Regions from separate parts of the Mus musculus genome. Here region 2 is linked to region 1. Evidence: chromatin contacts called from public HiChIP or PLAC-seq data. All regions are on one chromosome and are shown on one strand. Each heading gives the region's core, a stretch centred on a gene start, on an enhancer-like site or on the middle of the called end of the contact. The rest is flanking DNA. Distances are from core to core; before and after follow the strand shown. Region 1 overlaps Wdr93 (WD repeat domain 93). Region 2 overlaps Zfp710 (zinc finger protein 710).

What was found. HiChIP or PLAC-seq counts read pairs in DNA pulled down with a chosen protein or histone mark.
Region 2: an H3K27ac HiChIP or PLAC-seq map of trophoblast stem cells shows a contact between it and region 1, with 4 times the contacts expected there. The contact joins two enhancer-like sites. A contact is called at or near these places in 5 of 39 promoter capture datasets (the 3T3-L1 cell line, the SN4741 cell line, cranial neural crest and 2 more), 2 of 115 datasets of contacts at active chromatin or transcription factors (bone marrow-derived macrophages and trophoblast stem cells) and 2 of 9 other capture datasets (embryonic stem cells and pancreatic islet).

Annotation. Positions count from the first base shown.
Region 1 is chr7:79,778,510-79,784,521 of GRCm38.p6, reverse strand. All of the region lies in intron 17 of Wdr93 (WD repeat domain 93), which reads right to left. Among named protein-coding and RNA genes, the nearest start is that of Mesp1, 12 kb to the left of the region's middle. Within about 2 kb of position 3,776, at least 108 of the 459 cell types and tissues checked have an H3K27ac peak or open chromatin away from gene starts, as enhancers often do. A contact at or near this core is called in bone marrow-derived macrophages and trophoblast stem cells, where this site is marked.
Region 2 is chr7:80,055,924-80,061,841 of GRCm38.p6, reverse strand. The region is part of intron 1 of Zfp710 (zinc finger protein 710); the gene reads right to left. Gm51449 (a long non-coding RNA gene) reads left to right here and starts at 5,543. Exons shown (of 3, transcript XR_003946651.1): 1 at 5,543-5,732. Within about 2 kb of position 2,506, at least 107 of the 459 cell types and tissues checked have an H3K27ac peak or open chromatin away from gene starts, as enhancers often do. A contact at or near this core is called in bone marrow-derived macrophages and trophoblast stem cells, where this site is marked.

The DNA.
Region 1 (6,012 bases), core at 2,527-5,026:
CACCTGCCTCTGCCTCCATTGTGCTGGGATTAAAGGCTTGTGCTACCGTGCCTGGCTCTAAGAAGTTTTGCGAAAGATTTACAAATTTAGGCTGGCCTCAAACTCAGAGATCCGCCTGCCTCCGCCTCCCAAGTGCTGGGATCAAAGGCGTGCACCACCAATGCTTTCTGTATAAAGCCCAGACACAGTTTCAAAGGTCTCTGGGGTTTCCCATAGTCACCACGAGTGGGTGTCAGACCCAGACTCTGGCTTGCAGGCCCACAGCCATGTTTCAGAAGGAGCCCCAATGTGGAACCCTCAGATTCTCCAGGGTTCACCTCACCCCAGGAAGCAGTGCCCTCAGCCCCAGCCTTTGAAATAATGCTTTTTCACATGAGAGATGTTAATCCCTCAGAGTCTGATAAACCAACAGTGACTTTCACTGAGGAAAATCCCAGACAATACAATACTGATGTTCGTCAAGGCCCACCAATAGTTTCTTCTAGACCTACAGCCAGACTCAAGGCCAAGCAGGCCCCTGGAGGGGAGGTAGAAAGTGTAGTCCGTGAGGAAGTGTGCTACACTACTACGGAGCTTAGTGAGTTTGCTAATTCATTCAAGCAGAAGTCTGGGGAGTGTGTGTGGGAATGGACTTTAAGGGTGTGGGATAATGGTGGAAGGAACTGAGTTCATTGACGTGGACCCACTGTAGTCGAGATTCTAGATTTAATATGGAAGCTCCCACAATTAAAAAGGTGTCAAGGGTTTGTTTAATTGGTTGGCTGAAGCATTTATCAAAAGATGGCCTACTGACAGAAAAGGAGTTGGAGACGCCTGACATCCCTTGGCTGAGTGTTGACAAAGGGCTTGTAGGGCTCAGGGAAACTTCAATGCAGAGTGGATACATTGTGTAAAACCTCATGTCCACAATGGGAAGGCCCAGAAGACGTGCCCTTCACTAGCCCTGTAAGACACAAACTGGTGAGAGGGGCACCAGCACATTTGAAGAGCTTTGTTGTTGCCCCTTTCCCTGTGCCAGACCTTAGGGTTGGAGCTGCTACTGCTCTACTGGATGAATTCAATGCATTTAGATGGGCCCCGGAGTAGCAAGGGCCAGGTGGCAGCATCGAATCTCAGAAACAAGGTGATGGTAGTCATTATGATGGGCAGCACAGACAAGACAGCATTCATGGGGCTGGCGAGATGGCTCAGTGGGTAAGAGTAACCGACTGCTCTTCCGAAGGTCCAGAGTTCAAATTCCAGCAACCACATGGTGGCTCACAACCATCTATAATGAGATCTGATGCCCTCTTCTGGAGTGTCTGAAGACAGCTACAGTGTACTTACACATAATAAATAAATAAATCTTTAACAAAAAAAAAAAAAAGAAAAAAAGAAAGAAAGGAACAGTAGCTTGGCATTAAGAGTTTTAAAAAGGCCGGGCCGGGCGTGGCGGTGCATGCCTTTAATCCCAGCACCCGGGAGGCAGAGGCAGGTGAATTTCTGAGTTCGAGGTCAGCCTGGTCTACAGAGTGAGTTCCAGGATAGCCAGGGCTACACAAAGAAACCCTGTCTCAAAAAAAAAAAAAAAAAAAAAAGACAGCATTCATAATGACCCAGCTGGTAATGATGACAGGAGAGGTGAATTTTATAATGGCATGATACGTAGGAACCTTTGGTATTGGCTAATCAATCATGGTGTTTCCAGGCATGGCATGGGCAGGAAGCCCCCTGTATAAGCCCTTTCTTCCTACTCTTTTTGCCTAAAATGTCTGTCATGCAGGGCTGTCTTATCCTGTCCCGTGTTCCCCATTGTAATGCCCAATGACCATGAACTACAGTCTACAAAGCTAGGAGCCAAAGAAACCTTTTCTACTCACAAGTTAATCATCTGAGGTATTTTGTTACAGTGCCAGGAAGTTGACCGACACAATAATGATATCTCTCAAAACTAAAAACCAGGGGCTAAGGGGACAGCTCCATCTGTAAAGTGACAGTGCACAAATGTGATCAGTGCTGGGAAGGTAAGGGACAAAGGACCCCTGGGGCCTCAGAGGACAGCTAGCCTGCCCGGCCTGGCAAGCCCCAGGCCAGTGAAGGACTCTGTCTCAAAAACAAACAAATAGGGTTGAAGATGTCTCCGTGGCTAAGAGCACGCACTGCTCTTGGCAGAGGACCTGCATTTCATTTCCAGCACCCAAGTCGGGTGGCTCACAACTGCCTGTAACTCCAGCTCCAAGGGATCAACTCCGCTTTCCCAGGGCACTGAACTCACATGTAGATGCACCCATACACACCAGTACAACAAAATCAACCAAACAAATCAAACGGAAAAGCCAAAATAACCCGACCGGAAGTCCCCAAGGTAAGCGGTAACTAAAAATAAGAAGGGATAGCCTCGGAGGTGCTGGCCTCTATAGACACCACACACATGTCTCCTCATATGACCCTGCACATGTATGCACACATCTACAGAAAGTCATATGCTGAAGCAATATAAAGTCAGACACAAGCACATGCATGAAACCGGACCTTAACTTGGTGAAATGCCAGGCTGAGTGACCAGGAAGGAATGTCAATGGTGGTGCTGATGACTTGGGGTGGGGGTGGTGGGAGTATGGGTTATTTAAATTTACTTTTTTGCATATTCATGTTTTCCAAAGTTTTATAAATATGTATACACACACACTAAAAATACAATTCTCTTTCTGTTTTTGGAACAATGTTTTGCTACATTTGCTAGGCTGGTCTCAAATCCCCACCTTTCTGCCTCAGCACCCCAAGTGCTAAGGTGGCACGGTGGCACCATGTCTGGCTTCTCATCAGGTATCTATGACAAGATCACTTGGTTAAGGTGAAGGGAAGTGAGTTACCCAGACTGCGGTGGTCTGGTTGGTGGTCCAGGGGCCCTGGGTCAACTCCCACAGGCAGGTGTCATGTTACTGACCTCTGGGTAAAGTGGGAAATGTCACCCTATAAGGAGTAAGGCTGGCTGAGCATAGAAAGATGGGGAAGGAAGCAAGATTAAACTGGGAGGCCACAGAGCCCCGCCCACTCCAGGAGCAAAAGCAAGCTCAGACCATGGCCTTGGGAAGCACTCCACTACTGTTTGCAGTCTGTTTGCCAAAACAATGGCGGTGTTCTGTGGGAAAGCTACAGGAAAACACAAGGAAAACCACCACACCTGCTCACCGCCCCACTGTACCCATGTCCCACAAATACACACCCCCATCTTCTTCCTGACTCAAAACCAGGATGGGACTATCGTCATGGCTTATCAGTTCTCCCTGTCTTTTTCTTTTGAAAACTTCCATGCCTGTTAAAAGGGTGCAGAGTCCGATGGCCCTTCACCCACATTCGCTGACCTCAGCTCTAGTTCCCTTGGGCTCTCTATAAACATTTCCCTGGATTTCACCATCTCTTACCATTTTTACTTTCTGTCTCTATAAATACGCTCCTGAGTCATTTGGAAGTACAGTGTAGAAATCGTGACACTTTCCCCTACATTTATCTGAAGCGCAGGTCCCCAGGGTCCAGAATGCTCCTGAGCATTGCTGCCAAACCTCTGACCCACGCAGTGTCAGCCGAACAGCCCCTCCTCCAGAGTCCCTTCCTCTCCCAAGATCCATGAGACCGCGTTCCTTTCTTGATCAAGCAACAGACGTCCCCAAGTGAGATACAGAGAGCCTCTTAAGTTGCTCAGCAAAGAAGGGCAAAGCAGGCAGGGGGCTGGAGTGCAGCTCAGGGGTGGTGGCTAGCCTAGCAGGCAAAGAGGAAAGTGCAGGCTGGCCCTGCGAAATAGAAAGCAGAGGGGAACTGTGCTGCCACCTAGTGGTCATATTTAGGATTTCCCCAGGCTCCCACATGTCTGTCTCTTTCTCTGTCTCTCTCTGCGTCTGTCTCTCTCTCAACTGTTTTAGATTTATTTCACTTTATGTGTATGGGGGTTTTGCCTGCATATATGTGTGTTCACTGCATTCATGCAGTGCCCCAGAGGCCAGAAGATAATGTCACTTCCTCTGGAAGTGGATTACAGGCAGTTGTAAGCCACCCTGTGAGTGCTGAGAATCAAACCCCAGTCTTTTGCAAGAGCTCTTAACCTCTGACTCATCTCTCCAGCCCTCAGACATTCTGATTTTAACAGAAGGGGACAGCGTACCTACTGATGGGCTAAACATCATGTGGATTTGGGGCTGAACAGTCCACTGACCTCCGTAGTTTGCTAAATGGACATAGTATTAAACTGACTTCTACATACATGAATATGGACTGTTCAGCCCCAAATCCACATGTCTGTCCATGTTTGAATAAGGGTGGCCTCCACAGGCTCAGAGATTTGAAGGCTTAGTCACCAGGGAGTGATACTATTTGAAAAGATTAGAAAAATGTGGAGGTGTGGTCTTGTTGGAGAAAGTATGTCACTGTGAGTGGACTCTGAGGTTTCAGAACCCCACACCAGACCCTCACTCCTCTCTGACTGTCTGTCTCTCTCTGTGTCTCGTTCGTCTCTTTTTCCCCTTGGCGATCAAGATGTAGCTCTTGTCTATTTATCCAACTACACCTGCCTGTCTCCATGCTCTCTGCCATGATGATAATGGACTAAGCCTCTGGAACTGTAAGCCAGCCCCCAGTTAAATGCTTCCCTTTATAAGACTTGCCTTAGTCATGGTCTCTTACAGCAATAGAACACTAAGACACACACTATGTCTGGCACTTGGTATTTATTATCTTACCTAAAACCTACAAGCCCTAGAAGTTAGGCCTACTCAAAATACCCGCAACATGGCTCAGCAGTGGTAGATGCTCTGTATCCGTGAGCTTAGGGACAGGCACTGAAAGGGTGACCCAGCCTTTGTCTCCTAGCTAGTAAATGGGAGAGTCAAAGTTCACACCTAGGCCTGTCTGGTCTTAAACCTCTATATCTTGGCCATTGTACTTCCTGAGGGAGAGGTCTAAATGAAGAAAGGGGAGAGACTCTGATGAACCTCATGGGTGTTCCCCTGACTGAAGAAACCACAGAAGCTCAGAGGCTACTTTTTATGAGATAAGTCTTGGAAGGGGATAAACCTATCATCTGGGACGCTCCGGAAAGTCAGGCCAGGGATGAGACGAGCAACCCACAGTTGACCTCTTCCCACCCAAAATAAGCAGCCAGGCCACTGTGGGAACCGTCAAGGATTTATAGCGTCCTGAGATGCCCCGTGAAGTGAGACTCCTGTTCCTTCAGGGAGCCTGCGTCTGTTCATTGGGCTTTGTGAACAGAAAGGAAAGCAAGCAAAGGGTTGGGGAGGGTGAAGTGAATAAAGGATAAGACATCCACCCGCAATAGCCATCTGCGACGGAGAAGAGAATGAAATCAGTGGCAGACGGGCATTTCCTATAAACGGCCAGAGAGTAAACAACTCATACCTGAAAAGTCACGGGCTCTCCATTACAACCACTGCCATGGAGACACACAAGCGGCCACCGATTATCTGTGAAGCTGTGTTCCAGTGAGACTTTATTTAAAATCACTGGGCTCTGGACAGATAGACAGTGCTCAGGCCAAGAGCCCAGTGCTAGATGTGGGATACCTCCTTTTGAAATGTTTGTCAAGAAGGAGTACCAGATACCCCCACTCCCCAACAACACTCCGTATTGCTAAATGGACATAGTATTAAACTGACTTCTACATACATGAATATGGACTGTTCAGCCCCAAATCCACATGTCTGTCACTCCCTTCCCACCACGGCATAGGAACATCAAGGCAGAAGTGTGCAAAGTTCACAAGCGCCAGAGACCAGTGTAACACACCGTCTTCTGGACGTGACAGGGACACTGTCCCCAGGAACTCACCCCAGCTGTGGCTCCATACACAGGGACAGCACAGAGCAAGCCAATCAGCACTGCAGTGTGCGTGAAGAAGGGTGCAGAGGCCACCCTCATCTGAGAAGATACTGGGAGGGAACGTCCTTTTTCTCCTGTGATGTAGCCTCTGCCAGGTTCCCTATGCTCTAAAAAAATGGCTCCACAGCAATGTGCACATGAGCA
Region 2 (5,918 bases), core at 1,257-3,756, 280 kb before region 1:
GACACTCTGTCACAGAAAGATGGTAGAGTGTGATAAGGCAGACGCCCGATGCTCCCTGGCCCATGTGCCTAGGTGTGTGCACACGAGCACACACACAAACACATACCACATATACACACACACCGCACATATACACACAATACATAATTAAGAACAACAAAGTTCCCCTTTGTTTTGAAAAGGCTTTAAGGAATTCTGCTGACAGGCTACAGGAGCACCAGTGTCTAGAAATGAAAACACAGCTACTTCTGAGATGACAGAGAAAAACAGCCCACAATTGGGTCCTGACCTCTTGGTGTCCTGGGAGGAGTTTGAGACGAGGACAGAAAAATGTCATTCGGTGGGACCTTCAGAGACTGTAATCTACACTCTTAAAAAGTCTTGTATTATTTTTTGTGCATGAGTGTTTTGCCTGCATGTGTATCTGTACACTGTGTGCCTGGTGCCCTTGGAGAACAGAGGAGTGTGTCCGATCCTCGGGAACTGACTGGAGCTATAGACAGGTGTGAGCTACCGTGTGGGTGCTGGGAACCAAACCCGGGGGCTTTTACCCCGAGCCATCTCTGCGGCCCTTCAATCCCTTTTTGAAATAAGTAACAAAAACAATCATAGCTTGGTACTCAGTTTGACGGTGAGCAAAATTAACCCAAAAATATGACTTTATGAAGAAGGAAAATGCGGTAGGATGCCATGAAGGAGATTCCTCATATACAAGAGGGTGGGCAGTGGTGGTACGTGTGTGTGTGTGTGGGGGGGAAGCCTACAGTGTGGGCATGTGTTCTCAAAGAGACTGAAGCACTGGGGTGTCACCCTGGGAGGAAGAGGCATGACCAGAGACCACACTGGGACCAGCTCCTCAGGAATGCTGGGAGGACTAGTGACACCATGGAGCTCTCGATGGCACACGTGTATGCCTGAGGTCTGGGTTTCCTCACAAGCCCCCAGCAGAGCCTGCTGGCTCACCTGGCATCATGGCCACCGTGCCTAAGAGGCTCTGGGTCTCACATGCACACTGGTACCTTCTCCCTTGCCAGCAAGTCAGCTAGGGCCTCAATAGTTCCCATCTTTTAAGTCTAATGCATGCTTGGTGCCATTTCCACCTGAATAGCGTCTCCTTTCCACCAGAGGAGTGGAGAAATGCAAAGCACACCAAAAACCTCCGGGACTGTAGAAATGTCAGGCAACACCCCAGTGTGCTCCATGGGACACAGCCCTGACCAAGGAGCCTTTGGACCCAACTCTAACAGGTGTGGCCACCTGGGTCTCAACTTGTGCAAGGTGCAGGGCATGAAAGAGGTGTGGCAGCTGATGGCCAAGGCAAGAGCAGGGTTAAAGTTGCAAGGTCGCCAGACGAGACCATACAGGGCAGGTACTCCACAGTACCTGGTTTCAGTCACCAAAGCTCAAAATTACGGCTAGATTACATCTGATATTCTCAGGCTCAGGGCTGTGCTGGGGTGACTCTGTGCTGGCCCCCAGCTGCCCCTGCAGGGAGTCCTACCTTATGTCACATGGCTGGGCCCTGTCCACTTCTGCCTCGTAGCCTGGATGTAGGCCGGGCTTCAACCTCTTAAACCCCTATCCATGAAATGAAGATAGCACACACCCAGCCATCCAGGTTGGCTATGGACCCAGTGAGATAACCTTTCCGGTCAGCTGGGTCCAGCTATAAATAAGTTAACTGAAGCAGGAGAGAGCATTCCATGACTCACAGGAGGTAAAAAACAAAGGCCATGCCTCCAACTGGCGATCCCTTTTCCCCTTGCAATTTTCCCGGATACACCTTTCAGCAGAGCTGTAAACCAGTAAACAACTTGAAGGTACTCAACCTGACAAATCCAGAGTCCTCTACAACACAGCTGGCTTGCACAGACTCTTCAAAGACAATGTCTCTCTCTCTCTCACACACACACACACACACACAACACACACACACACACACACACACAGAGAGAGAGAGAGAGAGAGAGAGAGAGAGAGAGAGAGAGAGAGAGAGAGAGAACGGGGGACTGGTCTGAGTCAAAAGCTAAAAAACAAAACCAAATGTACAGCACGGATAGGAAAGAGGCACCAGAGACACTTTCAGAGAAGCAGGAAAATTCACAAAGGATGATGTAATGGACGGTATCGCTGAGTAACAATGTTTCTAGGTGTGATCAAGATCCCAGGTGGGAAGCCCTGGCTCTGAGGAACAGCAAATATGTGGGATGGACCTCCATGATAGAGCGTCACCTGTCAGTCAATTTCACAATGAAGCCTTATGAGTAAATCAGGCCTTGTGGGCAGGCTGTGACTTGTTCCTTGGGTCTACTGGGCCTGGCTTTAGTTTCTTCTGCCCATGGCGGAGAGCAATGGTGTGTAAAGCAGGCTGCAGTGTTCCTAGTCTGCAGGGCAGATATTAAAAATGCTACATGGACCAAACAGTGGGATGACTAGGCAAGTGAGCGCTCAGACCTGTCAGGGAAGCCCAGCTGCTGCAGACAGAGAGGAAGTTGCAGAGTGGGCAACGGCTTGGTAGCTCTGCTGCTCAGCTCAGAACGGAGACTGGCCACCCAGGCTTGCTGGGATGACCCTGAACCCTCAGCTGCTTCCTCTCTGGGGGGGGGGGGGGGGGCAGCACCTGGTCTCCCACTGCTCATCTCTCAGCGCGTAGACAGCCTGTTTCCATTCCTGTAGCCTGTTTTGGACCCACTGTTCTGTGGGGTCCACGGCACTTTAAGGGCAGGAACCACAAGTGTCGGGTCAGAGTTTGTCCCCACCTTCCCGGTGCAGCTAGATGGTGGCAAGCTTTCCCCAGAGGCGGTACTTGGTGGTAATCAGGCCTCAGCCTCCCCCTTCAGAACAAGGGTTCTTTCAGCTGATTCTCTAGGGAACCTTACTCAGCTCAGAGCTCTCCCAGTGCTCAAGGGCAAAGCAGTCTTCCCATTGGCCTTGTCCAGTGCACCAGAGCCATGGGAGAGTCCCGAGGCAGCGGGGCCACCTTCCCAAAGCCTCAGTGGGGGATTTCCAGGGAACGCAGCCACCTAGACTGGGCCTACCCCAGACCCCAGTAAGATTGAAAGGTCCTTCAAATAACTGAAAGTAAACTTGAGAGCCCTGCCCTCTGTCCCACCACCCAGTGTCCTTTCCCTTCCAGCCACTCAAGAGCCCCCCCATCTCTTCAGCCTGCCCTGCACCCTCACCTTTCTGTGCTGTGGCCTCCCTGTCTCCACCTCCCCAGATACCAGCATTCTTCAAGGCTCAAGTGTCTCTTCAGGAACACAAGTCACTTCTCCAAGAGAGAAGACAGAGAGTTTCCTGTTGTGTGGAACTGAGCACAAAAGCTGGAGAAAGAGTCATTAAGAACCCAGCACCTTGTTCCTCCTGAGAGCCTCAGGACCTCAGGAGAGCTTTAGGCAAGAAAGTCATATAACATTGTGACAGACACACAGACACACACAGAAAGACAGAAAGCCACACACACACAACCTTGAGGTGCAAGGAATGAAACCTGGAGCCTTGTACAGGCTAGGTAAACATCCTACCACTGAGCAACAGGCACAGCCTTGCCACCAATGTTTGTTGGTTTTGTGAGTTTTGTTTTCTCGGGGAGCCTCACAGAAGCCCTGGATCACTTCCAACTTGTGGCAATTCTCCTGTGCCCACCTCCCAAGTGCTGGTATTAGAGGTCCACGCCACCATGCCGGATGCCATGCACATTCTGGCGATCTGGGGGGACAGGGCAGTGTCCCGGTGTGGCTGCTTGACCTTTCACACGCCCCACTGCGGTCCCCGGTGGCACGGCCCTGCCTGCGTGGACTCTGCTCTTCCTGAGAATGATGGCCAGGTCTGTTCTGTCACCAGGGACTGGGACAGGCTTTCTTTCCACTGTGGCCAGTAGGGTTGACAGCTGAATGCAGGGAGGAGTGGCGAGCAAGTGCTAACAATGAGAATTCATTCCAGGCTCCCGATGGGCAGAGACCATCTGGACAGACCCAGAGGCCACCGGAGGGACGCCCCTTGGTGAGGAGGACATTCACTCCAGCCACTTCAGAGAAACCCAAGGAGCCCGGTGTCACTAAAAAAGAACATTAAAATCGAATGGCACCCGATGAATGGCTGGGAAACGTTACACATCAATCCAGTCGAGGGTTTTCCACTCTTAGATAAAGCAAAGGAAAGAGAAGAGTGAACTGGAGGAGGGGCAGGGGAAGGAAGCTGGGAGAGGAGGGCAGAGTCTCAAACTCTAGAGTTTACAGAGAAAGGGGAGGGAGAGACAAGGAGAGAACAGGAAGGGGAAGCTGAAGTTTTCCCCCTTAGAAATGGAAGTCACTACAGCAAAGCTGTCCTTGGCTCTGGGCAGGCCCAGGGTGGGGAGGTCAAACTCCAAACTACCAAAGACAGGCTCCACTGGGCCTGCCGTGCCTCTGGATGGGCTGCTGGTACCACCACCTAGGTAGGGCCCCAACTCAGAAGGCCTACTCTTGGTCACATGTTCACATGACTGTCCTGAAATTCTTACTCATTTTCCAACACAGGGTCCATGTTTCTATTTGTCACCCGGGCCCTGAAAATTATGTAGCCGCTCCTGGCTGACCTTTCCAGAGGACATTTCTGCAAGCAGGGCAGGAGGGTGGCTGTGGGCGGGCCCAGGCTGCTACTAGATGTTTGCTATCCAAACACTAGTCTCTGTACTGTTGACTCAGCCATCAGGTATTAGGAGGCAGAGCTTCACCCCCCAAGCTGAAGATCTGGGCCTGGGTGCTAGCTGTGGATAGACTCCACTGGGAAATCCACACTAAGGAGGCCTGACCTGTCCCTGCATACAGGAAGCACACATTACACTGAGCCTGTGGGGAACACCATGCTGTCTGGGGAGACCTGCCTCAAACGCTAAGCTCGCTACAGTCAGTGCGAGCAACTGGGCAAGCCTGTCCACATCCCGAGCCAGTGGGCTCCTCTGCCCCTAGAGAAGAAGAGATGTGGCAGGAAGCCACAGTGCCATCATTAATGCGCTGTGCTGTTGGGGGGCCAAGGCCACAGCTTCATCTGCCAGCCCCCCCACCTTTGAGAGCGGAGGCCATGGCACTATCCCAGGGTACCCCATCTTTGACTGGATCTCCATCAATGTACAGGCCAATCCCACCCCAAACCCCAAGACCAAAGGCAGAGGCCCTTCCAGACCCATTTTCCTCGTGGGGCCTCTGCCATTAGTTCCTCTGAGAAAGCAGCGCTACCCAAATGACCCCAGCCTGGGGATGGTTTGGCAGAGTCTCCAGGCAGGGGTGCAAAGGAAGCACCTGCAGGCAAAACCGGGGGCAGCTGCATCCCAGGTGAGCAGAGCAAAGCCAGGCTCACTAGGCCTGCCAGGGTGTCACTGGCCCAAGGTGACAGGGCCTACACAGGATTCTTAGAAATGGCGAAGAACTCCGGACCTTCGGAAGAGCAGTCAGTGCTCTTAACCACCGAGCCATCTCTCCTGCTGTGTCTGAAGACAGCTACAGTGTACTTACATATAATAAATAAATAAATCTTAAAAAAAAAAAAAAGAAATGGTGAAGAGAGTAAGCTCCAATCCAGATGAGGCGGAGAGAGCCCAGGGAGGAAGCTGGGAGTGGTGATCAGGCTCCCCTGGCTGCTAGGGAGAGCCCTCCAGGAACTGAGTTAATCAACGGCTACATCCTTACAATCCCGGCTGCACCAGCACCCAAGCCTGGGCTACTGATCGTCCACCACTGTCATGGCCAAACTATGTAAGTTCCTTAATATTATATTTGTCCCATTTTCATTCTCTGCCCCTCAAGCTGAGAGCTGAACTTAGAGACTGCGGGGGCGTGGCAACCGCTCTACCACGGAACTCTACCCTTCTGAACAACACTCTGGGAGTTGTACTGAATTTCTGGTCCTTGACCTGTACTTCTGTGTACACTGGCCTAAGA